Linked DNA regions of Gossypium hirsutum: region 2 is linked to region 1. A link is a contact called in public Hi-C data. All regions are on one chromosome and are shown on one strand. The core of a region is the stretch at or near the end of the contact, and the rest is flanking DNA. Distances in the headings are between cores, read along the strand shown.

Region 1 (7,064 bases), core at 2,783-5,282:
CCTTGAATCTTCCACGACAAAAATATTATTACTAATAAATAATAATAATAATAACAATTCCCTAACAAATTACTTGTAGCCACGTTTCTTTTTCGTAATTCATGCAATGTTAGTAAGAAGGTATCATTTACTCTTTAATTAAGCTATGAATATCACCATTTTAAGTGAAAACATTTCATGCCATACATAAGCTATATACCCAACATATCAAGTCTCAACTCTAATACCAACTAAGCAATGGCTTTTAATGTATGAAATCATATGAGTTACATACACTTAGTCAGTCACTTACTCAAAATTGAGTCAAGTCACAATATAAACATCACAAGTGAACAAATACATAAATGAATTTAGGATAAATTCAACTTGGGTCATGTCCAATGTATTGTAAATCTAGACAATCACTCCTATGTCTCTATCTTTCTAGGAGTCGTCCACTTCAATACTCAAGATAAGGTATCTCTCCAATTTGATTTGATAGAAAACATAATATTCCCTTGAATTAATTGCTCATTTTTCATTCCTTAAACTACGGACCATTTAGATTAGCTACTAATATAAGATGTCTTCCTGTATCATAATTCATCCCTATGATGCAACTTAGTATTAGTTAACCCTTAGGTGACTAATGAGTCAATATTTGTTTTGTTCATTTTGCTTTTCTTGCAAAAACTAATGAGAAAAATAATACAAAAGATAATAATTTTAGCTATGGAATTTTATGAATCGGCCTATTCGAAAAAATACGAGCATGAGGACAAAATAATTGCGTTAACAGCACAAAATCCCAACAAATATCCAACAACAAATAAGTCCCTATGCCTTCAATCAGAGCCTTCATGTTGTTCCTCATATATAGGAAATGCTTATTTGAGTTTGTAGTTTGGATCATAAGGAATCTTTGTATCATGTTGGAGGCATGAGTAGTAGAACCAGAATTAAACCCCCAAGTATTATTAGGAACTTCAATTAAGTTTTATTTGAAATATACAAAAGTATAAAAGGTTACCTTTGTTTTCAAACCAAACTTTGTGTATTTGGTAATCTTTTTGATTGTGTCCTAATTTCAATCAGAAGTAACACTTATCTACCATTCATTCCTTATTCTCTCCATTGAAGACACTAGCTAGTGTGTTTTTCCTCTTCTTAAACTTGTTGGTTTTTACTTTAGGCCCTTTGCCAACTCATTACCCCACAAAGTTGATGGAATAACTTCCTTGACTTATTAATCTTGCTTCATACTAAATGAGCTCACTAGTCAATGTATTAACATCTCACTTATCTTTAATAATGTTATAGTTAAATTGAAATGACAATAATTTGGAGGTGTTAAGTTCAATATAAATTGTAATAAAAAGGAGTCATCAATCGTAATCCCTAAAATCTTTAACTTTGCTGCAATATTAGTCATCTTGACGATATGTTCTAGCATTCCCCTCAACCCATTGAACTTCATGATCATGATTTGTGCCATAAAAGTACCAAAGAATGGCTTATCTGCATAATGGAAACGTTAATGTAAGATTTCCTTTCACACTTTCAGTTTGTGGAATTGTAGTCTTAATGTTGTTGGCAATAGAATTTCACAAAATAAACATAACTCTCAATCTGTTTGACCATTCCCAACTTATTTTTTGTACAACTTCTCTTACTCATTGATTAAGTCAATAATAGCAATAGGTTTTTCTTCTAATAATGTTTAATCAAGACCCAAAACACTTAAATAGTACTTGTTTACTACATTTAAAGAATAACTCGTTAAATAAAGCAATAGATGAGGCTTGTGAATGATTGAAATAGTTGCAAAATAATAAAAGTAAAAAAAACATAAATGCTCAAAATAATGAAATTACTTTTGAGTTCAAATAAACAAATAATGAAGTAAATCCTAGTTCTCCTTTGGGCAAATACTACAATATACTATCTTAAATAAAAGCTACTAATTTTAAGGAACAAATAAATAATTTCATCATATATACATGTTACTTTTGCACATTCAAATATATATCTAAAAATTATATTAATTTATCACCATAATTTTCACAATCCATTGAATAAATAATTCACCTTTGAGCAAATTTTAGAGTTCTAATAAATAGTGAAAGTTAATTATCTATTTTTCCATTATAAACATTTCACTAATTATATGGATATTAACAACTTCTACATGCATAATTTAATTGATATCTATGAAAACTTTCTAATTTGAACACTTTGGTGACTAATAAATTACATATCACATACATAACTTGTATAGGAACTTTTAATCCCCATTTATATAAAATGCTAAAACACACATTATAATATATCCTCAATTTTCATTATAATACTTAAAAATAATACATGAGAAATAAATAATTTTATATTAATTATAAATTTAGAACATAATAAATAATTAAACTTAATAAAAAATTTAAAATAAATAAATATATTACATTATCATAAATCGTAATGCTAAAACATAATAAATAATAAATAATATCTCCATCAACCTCACTTTGACTTTTTAAACAATAAGCACGAATTAAAACATTTTAAAGCATAAAGTCTTGACACTCTTATCTTCCAAATTGCCAAGAGCCAACCACATTCTAATATTAAATCGCAACAACATACAAGAGATGCTGACAATAAAATCAATGACATAAAATAAACCTTAGTCATTAACTTAAAATAAACCTTGCTCAAAACAAAATCTCTTTTTAAGTGATTGAAATCGCGATAATATAAAGTAATTAAAAATAAAATTAATCTATTGATTAAGTCTTAGCTTAATTGGTATGGATATCGTTACTAATATAAGAGGACGTGGATTCAAGTGCATTGAAGCGCATTATCCTCTTATTTATAAATTGGGAAGGGGTATAGTTAATTTTAAACATTGTACCAAAAGAACAGATATTATTAGAACCTCTTATTTATAAATTGGGAAGGGGTATAGTTAATTTTAAACATTGTACCAAAAGAACAGATATTATTAGAACATATAATTTTCACGAACATAGAAAATTTCATGATGCGAAATTAAAATCGACCATTGAATTTGACAAAGAAAATCACGATAAATTATTTTCTCTATCTTGACATTTTCCATTAAGGTTATACAAACCCTAAGTGATGAAGATTATAAACTTAACATTTATGTTATGTTTGGTAAGAATATTACTTTGTACACATTTAATAATTGAGGGAGGGGAATAGGGTTGTTTGGAATTGAACCCAAACTTTCATGTCTACAACATAATATTCTTACCATTAGATTAAGAAGTTGTTGGCAAGAGGTCTTATTTTTTTACCAATGATATTACTCATTTTTTAATGTTTAATTTAAATTTGTAGAAATTATTTTTTATTTTATATATAACTATTATAATACATATGTAATAAATAGGTTTATTTTCTCATATTATTATTCTCATAACTAAATGAGGTATTAATGTGATATGTTTATCAAATAATGGAATGAATAAATAGAACTTAATTTCTATTAAAGTAAACAACTTAATCCATTTAAATTTGACTTAAATGAGTGTATAAATTTATTGAAATTTTACAACTAGTGAATTAACCATGGCATGAAATTTTGCCAAATCCAAAGGCTTGTCGGATATAATGGTGGAGGGAAATGCATATGTGATTATCTCTAAATTGAAGAATAACAGATTAGATCTCATGGTGCTAGGACACTTCCTTCAACTTAAAGACACTTTTAGCAAGTCTTGGTTGTAATTAACTTTTAGAGTTTGATTTTAATTATCCCGTAAAAATTCATAATTACATAATGAATGATGCTATTCAAGTTCATAATTAATAAAATATGTTGTGTTTACTTTCTTTCTTTCTTTTTTTTTTTTTGAAATTAGTATAATATTGTTTTAAATTTGGCTTATGTGTTCTTATATTTCTTTCAACGTTTAAATTTCCTATCTAGCAAAGCACAAGGTGACAAATGCATGAAAACTGCGTGTGCTGGTATGTCAGTGTATCACTAATGCTGTCTAATTGTTCCAACGCTGATATAAATAATCACACATGCCCGACACGATTGAACTCCAATTGTCCTTTTGGTTTAACCCACAACTTTGTCTTTCCTCTTATCCCCTCTACTTTTGCTTTTCTCCTCTTCTTTTTTTTCCCCTTTTTTTTTTAATTTTATTTTTAAATTACTAATAGGTTAAAATCTACTTCTGGACCCTCTACTCTTCAACCATTTAGAATTTAGTCCTTTCATTTTTTAGATTTAAAAATACAAGTCTAATTGTTAATGTTGTTTATTTCAGCATCATTTTTCTTGTTGCATTGTTATCAAAATGAGTATATATTTATTTCAAATGGTTAAATTATTGAATTTAATAAAAAGAATTTAATGATGTTAATTATTAGACCAAAGCTTTGAAATCTAAAAAATAAAATAAAAATCAATTTCTTAAAAATAAAAATTAAGAGATTAAATTTTAAATTTACAAAAAATACAAAAGCTTATAACATATTTTAACTTTATGCACCAAAAATGACATTAATTTTAATTTAGACTTCTCAAAAAAAATTATTGTTATAATCCATAACAATTAATAACTCATGAATATACGGGATTAATAAACATTAAAGATATTTAAAAATATTAATAATATATCAGCAATATGGATGGAGTACAACTATTATTATAAAAGTTTTGCTTGAGTTTATTATTATTGGTATATTGCATCTTTAATGAAAGAATATTGGTTCAAACTTTAAAAATAATATTATTAAAAGAGACAATTATTAATAAAATCGATTTAGTTTTAAAATAATGTAAAAAATTGTTTTACAAAATAAATAATATATACGGATAAGGTTATATTTGTAATTAACTTTTTTTTTGAAAAGTAAATTTATATTCCTTATTTGTAACTCCCCACGTTTCTCTTATAAGAAGTTTTAACGCTTTTTTTAACTTCTTTGTCGTACTTGTATTATTTAATATATAAATAATTTATTAATTAGTTTCACTTATAGAATGAATGAACATGGACAAGTACTAACAGCTCTCATAGATATCTAAGCTCAGTCTAACCTAATTATTCACCTATTCTTTTCATATCTTTTTTACAATTTATGTTTAGTATTTATGATTCTCTCTTTTAATAATTTCATTTTTAAAATTTTAATTTATATTTTTTTAAATGAAATATTTCTTATCACTACATTCAACATTTATTAGTATTTAGTTTTTTTTTAAAAGAGATTAATTTAATATAAAAAGACAATTTTTTGAAAAAAAAATTTAAAAAAAACTATTTGGGTGATTGTGTATAGAATGAAAGGATTCATCCCTTGTAAATTTATTATTCACAATACATAGTAATTTTCTATCATATTAATATTTACTGCTAATATATATAAAAATAATTATTGAGCAGGGTTGGATAATGCAATGCCATTGCCCAATGGTGGGGTAAATTTTTAGACAGAACATTTTTTTCTGTCTAGTCTTTATCTTTTATTGTATTTTATGTATGTAGAGAACTTTTTTAAAATGTCGGAAAACTTACGCATTAGGGCAAGTAGCTAAGCCTATAAATGTATGTAACCACCATGTAAAGTTCTTTTATAAAACTGATGAAAACCCGACCCAATATTGAGTACTGCAACCCATAAGGACTTGTAACGTTACGTACAAAACTAGGATCAAAGAAATCACATTAATGTTTTATTTTAGCTTATTTCTTTCGTGTAGTTAAATTGTTTTGCTTTTCCATGGGGAGTAATTGGCGATTTGCCTCTTTTGAGTAAAGAGGAAAATGCAATAATAGTTGGACCCAGGACGATTGGTTGGTCTTATTCTGAACTGGAGCTTTTTAGTTGGATGAATAGTCTGTTGTATAATTCTATTCCATTTCTACCTAAAAAAAGATGAATTTTTTGGGCCAACCCCTCTGAGATATCTATAATGGTACGAATCAGTGCTAGAAAGCCTAGTATTTTTGTTTTCTAATGAATCGTCAGGAGGGTGGGCCAATTTTAGATGTTCTTGAAATTTGATACCAGCTAAAGTTTTTATTCTTTTGATAAATTAAAATTAGCATGGTTGATACATAATAGCGATGCTTACTTGTTATTAGTAATTAATGCCCTCCTCGTAGTATTTTTTCAAAGAGGTAAACAATTAGTTAATTTAATTTTTTCACCGCTTTCGTTATCGGTGTGCGAACACCAAGGCAGAGAGAATCAACACTAATATAACAATAAAATCAGAATAACTAGGTGTAGTGTCTGCAAGTGTGACATGTCAATTGTAATATTTATAATGTTCAATGGAACACTTGAGTATTCCAAGGATCAAACTCAAAGAAGTCAGCAATTTAATGATTCATTCTCGACAAGCATGCAATGAAGGATTTGAACCCAAAGGAGTCAACAATTTAATGATTCCTTTTCGACAAGCATGGAATAAGGATTTTAACTAGCTACTCACTAATTTCTATATTATAACGAAGCATAATTTGGATGTGAATTACTTTAATTAACCACTTAATATGCAAAAGGACTAAATTGTAAAACTAGATAAATTACGAAATTAACAAATTAACAAATTAATAACAAAAAACGATTGGTTGACTTCCATGTTGTTAATTAAATTTTGGATTGGGGACCTAAATTGCTTAAACTCCTAAGTGGCTCTATTTTACCTCTCAATCCCAATTTTACCAAATTAGACAAACTAGTTCGGTTTATCTCTCGATCTCACCTGACTAACCCAAGACTAATGAATTGGTCCCAATAAGATTACCTCTCGGCCTCACTTATCTTAATTTATCATTAGGGGTGTCAATTCAAAGTTTTGAAGTTCATTAAATCTAGTTCAGTTTTTGCAATTTAATCCATGTACCAAAATCTAACTAAGCAACAATAACGTCAACCAACCACCATAGAGTTAGCTACTCATTATCATTTCTAAACAAACAACAATCAAATAAACGCCCAAAGCATACATTAATTTAAGTGCAAGATATAAGGTTAACAAAACTTAAGGTTTTCTTGAAAAAAGTTTGAAGGAGATAACAATGGTAGTGAAGATGATG
Region 2 (7,064 bases), core at 1,358-3,857, 150 kb before region 1:
GAGAAAAAAACCACGGGCAGATAAGAAGAAAATTCACTATGTCGAATTCGAATAATTACAAGAGGAATAGACTATGTCTATTTATAGGCTTGTAAAGCCATTTTCTAGTAAGACTGAAACACCTTATTCTAATCAATATAAAATAGATGGAGTTTAATAAGGTTTAAAAAACCTTATTCTAAAATAAAATAAAAAAGTGTAGTTCTATATAGATTTTACTTTTATTTTATTTTACCACTATATTTTATTTTAATAATGATACGGGTCATTTAATTCTAACACTATAAATTAACCGTCAAATAAATGGTTATTGAAGGTACACGGTCCTCCATCAATGACTCTAAATCAATTTTTGTCCAGATATGTGATTGTAACTCTTCTAGGACGCCAAATGTTCGCATCGGTGTTCCTTATAGACTAAAAATGGACAATACTAGTCATAAGGAAATACCCAACCAAACATTATCATAGGTTGCCGTTGTAGACTCCTCCACCAAATTTATTTTCCAAGGTTCCTCTTCATCATCATCATCAATAGTAAGACTTACTAGAATGTCCTCCGTAGAATGTCCTCCGTAGATCTAGTTGAAAAGGAAGGAAAGAAAAATAAAAGAAAAGATGACATGTGGTACAAGAGCAAACATCTAGATTATATGTACTTTACCTAACATTTTCCATAAATGAATTGTCTTGCATAAATCTAGTTTAAAAAGAAACAAAGAAAGAAACGAAAAGGTGACAAACGTGCTATCTAGATTATATGTATTTTACCTAACATTGCCCGTAAATTGATTATATATATCAATGCAGTTGTTAAAAGTCCTATTCACCAATTCTAATGCATTAGATGATAATACTTAATACTATACTAATCTTTATAAACCAACAAAGTGAGAGAGTATTGGTTAAGCCACCATAGTTCAAACCCTGTTGTTCTTACTCTTGCTCGATTAAAAAAACAAAACAAAAAGTAACCTTAATAGAAACAAGATTTCCTCTATGGTAATAGATTTTCCTCCTGAAAATCAACACCATTTCCAGCAAGCTATAAGGATCAAAGCATTGAAGCACAAAAGATAATCCAAAGATTCCAAGTCAATCCCCTAAAATTTGTGTACCTTTTTGAACGAAAGCTGCATTTGGAAGTGCTTGGTTTTCAGAAGAAGCTTGGTGGGATTCTCCCTCTTCAAGTTTTTCTCTTACTGTGAAGAATCCCCTTCGAACTAACATGGTGTGAATGCCCCAGCCACGTCCATGGGCTACCTTAAATTCAATGTGGACGGCTCCTCGAGTGGTAATCCAAGACGTGCAGGTTAGGGAGGTATTCTGAAGGGCGATACTGGTAAGCTAATTGCTATTCTCTCGGGTCCCTTAAAAAATTTTGATTCTGATCTTACAGAACTCACTGCTATCAGAATTGCATTGGAAGTTTTTGTTAAGTCTGAATGGGAAAATAATAGAGATTTGGCTGTTGAGAAGGACTCAATGGCGATTATATCGTGGTGCTTCAATCCAGTGCTTCGTCAATGGAGATTTGCTGAAACGTTTAAGATTATTGATCATTGTATTATCCTCGTGCAGGATGTTAAGATTGTTTATGTTTGTAGAGAAGTGAATAATTGTGCTAAGACTAGTAAGAGCTCAATGCTTTTAGCTTGATTCGAGGTTGCGGTGAACATTACTTTTCTCGCTGTACTGAACTTTACCTTTTTATATATTAAGCTTAGAAAAACTCGGTAGGCATTATTAGAAAAAAAAAATAATAATACGAAAAAAAAGTGATCCATAATTAAAGTGAGGGAAGTTAAAAGAAGGGTTAGAAGAATCTCACCTAATAGATAACCCCAAAAGAAAGAAGGAAAAGGGAAAAACATAATTAAGGTGTAATCAAGATGGAAAAAGAAGGGAAAATGGACCATTAGAGAGTAAAAGAATTGGTGATAGGGAATCTTTCTCTAAAAGAAGGAAAAAAAGCTTGGAAACATGCATGATTTTGAATAATGATGATGATGTTAGACTATACTAATTAGACCTGTTATTTCATCTAGCTTTCCTGTACTGGGGGCACTTTTTAAAAAAAAAAATAAAAAAAATCAGAGTGAACCCAATTATTGACAAAGCATGGGACAATAATTAAAAAGAAAACTTTTTAATTTTGAATGTTTTCTTCAAATGAAATAAATCTAAGATGGTAAAAGAAACAACTAATTTGGATAGGATTAATAAACTTAAATTTAATTCATTTAGCTCATGTAGCTAACTTTTTTTTCAAACTATTTATACACAACAAAATGTGTAACTTTGGTTTTCTTCTTGTATATGTCGCGCGCTTATACATCAGTAGTAGTTTCAGCTTCCATGTTCAGTGCCCTACTGTCTTAATCAACTAAAACCTTAGTGGATTTCAAAAAACTAGTGAAACATAAATATTAATTAGAGTGTAAAATAAAAAAAACTTCGGAGGGGAGGTAACCCAATAGCTATGGACAAATTAAGTGAAAGGGAAATGGCAAGGCAAAGCAATAATTTTCCGCCCCCATGTGTTGGGGAAAATGGTTCAGTCACGTCGCTTTTGAGGCATAACTCTTTGTTCGAACCAGTAGATATGGGTAATATTCTTGGCACTAAATGAAGCTTCATGAGGGGAGGGGCCTGCCCTTTTATCTCAATGTAAAAGTTCGCCCAACAACGATAAATGGCAACTTTGTTGACCCTCAAGATCAAAAGCCATTTATATGCAAGAAAGTTCTGTACAACCCAAAGTGAGCCATCATTATGACAGTATCTCTAACCCTTCAATCCTGTTTCTTGGCTGCAAAATATTATCAATTGTGTATGACAATATTTTAAGGTTTTTGTGTTTGATTCCTTTAATAAACAAGCTTATTATTTATTTAACTTAATAAATGAACATAAACTAATAAAAATCTCTTTAAAATCTTATGTTTATTTATTTAATTAGTAAATCAACATAAACGAATAAAAATCTAACTGTTCATAATTTACAGCCCTATACAGACATTAGTAATGTAGAAGAAAATGCTGCATGTATGCACATGTGTAAAGGAAATTACTTCAAAGCACCAGTTTAATTCTCTTGGTTTCTAGAACTACCCTTAAAGAGGTGGCATCCAATTATCTTGTTCTTTGAAGTGGAAGAGTTTGAGATTAATTAGTATTATTTAATAGAGGCTGTGAGACAGAATGTTGCAACACGGTTACAGTAGTAGCTCTTAAGATTACCGAGATTCAAGTAGACATTCACAAAACACAAGGCAGTCACAGCTTTTCAGCTCTGGTCTATTTTCCCTTCCAAAAAGCAAATAGCTATAACACGTAGTATATAAATTAAATCCATATAATATATAAATACCCAAAAAGGACCAATGGTGTATACATATATATGAGCTAGATTAGTTGGCTGCATTAATACAATATATGAATGAATGGATCAAATAATTAAAGTAGCTAGATCAAATGATCTATGCAGCTTCATAAACGAACAAAAGAGTTGGCCTTAAAACCATGAATTCAATTTTCTAGTGAACATCTCCCAATACAGCAAAAGTTAGATAAATAGACACACATATACACATAAGAACTGTTTGTTAAGCTGCATATTGTACTTTATTATCGGATTTGTTTTATGGCTATGAATATTTGTCCTATAATCTGTCCCTGCCTTAATATATACACTTATCTAGTTTGGCTAGGTAGATCCACTTGCATATTAAAAAAACACTCCATATTTCTACTAGTCTACTACCTAAGCAAGGTAGGCACGAACATTCAGATCTGATATTGAAACGGTCTCAATACCATTGGTACAAGACAATAAATTTTGGCATAATCTAAAAGCCCTTTTCTTAGGAATTGTTGGAAAAAGGCATATGTGCCTATGTGCGCGTGTGTGTATATTTAAAGAGAAAGAGAAACCCTAATCTTAATGAAATGTAAAGAAAGCACTCTTAACATGAACCATCCAGGTATCTTATGTTATACCGATTCTATTTTGATAAAAGCTTCATTTACCTACCCAATTGAGTGAAATTTAAGCTTGGTTCAAACTAAACTTGATCAACTGGTGAGGATATCAAATAAGGGAGGGTAGGTTAAAGCCTAATTCCAGTGGTCCTTGTATAGTCTGGAATTTTAATGCTTCATAAGTCCGTAGTAACCCTATCATAATTAAAAAGAAAAAAGAAAAAAAATTGAAAGCAATGGAATATTTGGGTGGGGTTAGGAAATGTATAAAAATGACTGAAGTTAACATTTTACCAATGGAAGTATAAGTGCTGATATCTGCTGGAATTTTATCTACAAATATCAAGTAAGAGCTTTTTGAACCTCAAGACCAGAAGCGTGGAACCTACAAATGGGGGGGCACACTTTACTACAATAAAACAAAGTCAAAACAATTAAGATAAAAGGATCCAAAACAAAATCTCATAAAAATTCAGCAAAGACAAGAATCTATACCTATAGAAAATTCCAAGTACCAAAACAACAGTTATATCATCCACTTTCTGTCTCTCTCTCTCTCTCTTCTTACAGTGTTACGGCAAATTTGGAGTAACTTTTTTTTCTAAATATTCTTTGAGGTAAAAAGAAGCAGTTTGCAGCAGAATTATAGCAATGGAAGCCTGCAACCACGAGAAAGATAGACCAGATACAGAAAAGGGTTGTGAAATAATGGTTGTAGTTATAATTAGAAAATAATCAAGATACATCCAATGATAATTCAAGCTTGAACATCTCTCCATATGATTGAGAGAACAAAAATGCAATAATAAAAAAAAAGCCATTTAGGGTTAAGAAAAATCTTTGTTATTTAAATAAAAAAAGAAAGGAAACAATTTATCTCCCTTTCAGAGGCAAATCATGTCAAAGAAAAACTTAAACTCAGTGCATCAAAAACTCTTAAAGTGGATTAGAAAGACAAGAGAGAGAGAGAGAGAGAGAGAGAGAGAGAGAGAGAGAGAGAAAGGGTAAGATGAAATCAGAAAAACAAATAATCAAGCACACAAAGTAGCATTTTCAAATCCCAGAACAGATGGATCTTGAAAATTTTCTCTTTGACCCTGTCCGTATCTTCCCACAGCTTTATTGAACCGCAACGACATACATACATACTCACATACCGCCTATATAAGCAACACAAAATAACAAGGAAAGGTGTAAGACGAAGTTGCAGTTCAAGAAAGCTGTGGAAGAATACAAAGAGGGCCATGTTCCTTTTGTTTATCTTTAATGGTCGTCAGCCATTATAATGATAAAACCCTAAAAGCTCCAAAGACAGCCATGTCTGTCTAAACAAAAAGAAAAAAGGGTAAGAGAAAGAAGAAAAGGGGGAGATAATAGGATGTAAAGGGATGAGAGAAGATTGGGTATTTATAGCAGAAACGAGGGGGACTTTTTTTTTTTACCACCAATCCCAAGAAGAATATTGGGAGGGATTGAGGGAGGCTCATTAAGATTTACTGAACCCTAGCTTTTTACTATTTCTTTTATTATTCCAACTTATTTTTTATGTTATAAATTAAAAAGCTGACTACGTTTGTTTCGTTTTGATCCCATTAACCCTAACAGCGGGAGATTTATTATTTCTTTATTAATTAACGTGTGGCTTGGATGCATATCGCCGGATCTGACGGTGCCTGTTACCCTAGTGGGGGCAAACATGTGGGCCCCCTGTTTAGATCTGTCCATACATTTGCAACAATTTAACCCGCCCACTCGCTCTGACGGCAACTGCATTTTACGGATTTCTGTTCCAAAATACACATTCATTATATTAACCAAAAATAATTTATTTATCAGCCATTAATATTTTTTGAAAATTTAATAAAAACTCTTTATAAATAAAATAAATCTTTAGGTCAAATCAAGCAAATATTATTATATAAATAATAAATTTTAAATTCTAAAAAATATTAAATGTAATATCTTAATATAAAATTATTTACAATTTTAATTCAAAAAATAATTCCATCATAGTTTAATAAATTGTTAGCATTCATCTTAAATTTTTTTATTCAACATTGTTAGGAAGGTTTTATTTAAATATTACTTCTAGTTTTAAATATGACTACACAACACCTAAAATAAGTAAGAATGCTTATGATTATAAAAAAAAAAAACAAATTACTAGAAAGAATAAGAGATAAGAGAATTCATCAATATTATTAATTGCAAATTTTATTAAGGTTTGATGTAATGAAGGAGTGCTTGTTTATACCCATTAGAAAATTTTGTGCGAGGAAAATAAGAAAGGCTAGCAAAAGTTCAATATAATAAATAAATATGATTTTGATTGAAATAATAAGTTGAGTTATTAAGGATAATTATGTTTTGGGTTCGAATCCCATTATTTACTAAAAAAAATAAAAATAAAACTGACCTCAAAATAATGAGCTTTTGGTAATTTTTACACTGAGTTAGGATTCGGTTGATAGATGATATTAACTCAGTAAGAGTATTAAATGTTATAAAGTATTTTTATTGAAAGTAGTGAAAATTTTTTCAATAATTTCTAATTTTTATATATTTTCATTTTTTAAAAATTAATTTATAAAAATTTCAATCATCACATTTATTAATGTTTCCCATCTAAAAAAAATGAAAATGACATTTGAAAACAAACAAACCCCCTATGTATTAATATTTAAAGAACAATGTTATAAATAAGTCGAATAAATCTTATTACTACTTATAATAGAATATAAATATTAGGAAAACACTAATAATAATAAGAAAACTTAAAAATATATTTTATTCACAAATGTTATAAATCTTATTAATAATAACAATATTGACAAATGAAAAACTAATAATATAATAAACAATTGACGATATTTTGGTTAGCTTAAAATATTCTCCACATTTTTTAAAGAATATATTTTACTAATTGAATTAGGATTAATCTAATTTATAGTAAAAATCAATTAATTTTAAAAAAATAATTGAAATAAAATTTTTAAAAATGAACTAAAACAAAAAAAAAATAAAAAAATAAATTATTTAGTGATTGGATAAAATATAAAATTAATTTAGAAAAATAAAAT

What was found. A called contact is a pair of places that touch in the nucleus more often than the background predicts.
Region 2: a Hi-C map of hypocotyl shows a contact between it and region 1, with 3 times the contacts expected there. The contact joins two enhancer-like sites. A contact is called at or near these places in 2 of 34 Hi-C or Micro-C datasets (hypocotyl and leaf).

What each region holds. Positions count from the first base shown.
Region 1 is chrA06:9,942,304-9,949,367 of Gossypium_hirsutum_v2.1, reverse strand. No RefSeq gene overlaps it. Among protein-coding and RNA genes, the nearest start is that of LOC121231044, 11 kb to the left of the region's middle. Within about 2 kb of position 4,032, at least 2 of the 9 cell types and tissues checked have an H3K27ac peak or open chromatin away from gene starts, as enhancers often do. A contact at or near this core is called in hypocotyl, where this site is marked.
Region 2 is chrA06:10,089,719-10,096,782 of Gossypium_hirsutum_v2.1, reverse strand. It overlaps LOC107951814 (a long non-coding RNA gene), which reads right to left and starts at 5,398. Exons shown (of 2, transcript XR_005928387.1): 1 at 4,480-5,398; 2 at 2,220-4,393. Within about 2 kb of position 2,607, at least 6 of the 9 cell types and tissues checked have an H3K27ac peak or open chromatin away from gene starts, as enhancers often do. A contact at or near this core is called in hypocotyl, where this site is marked.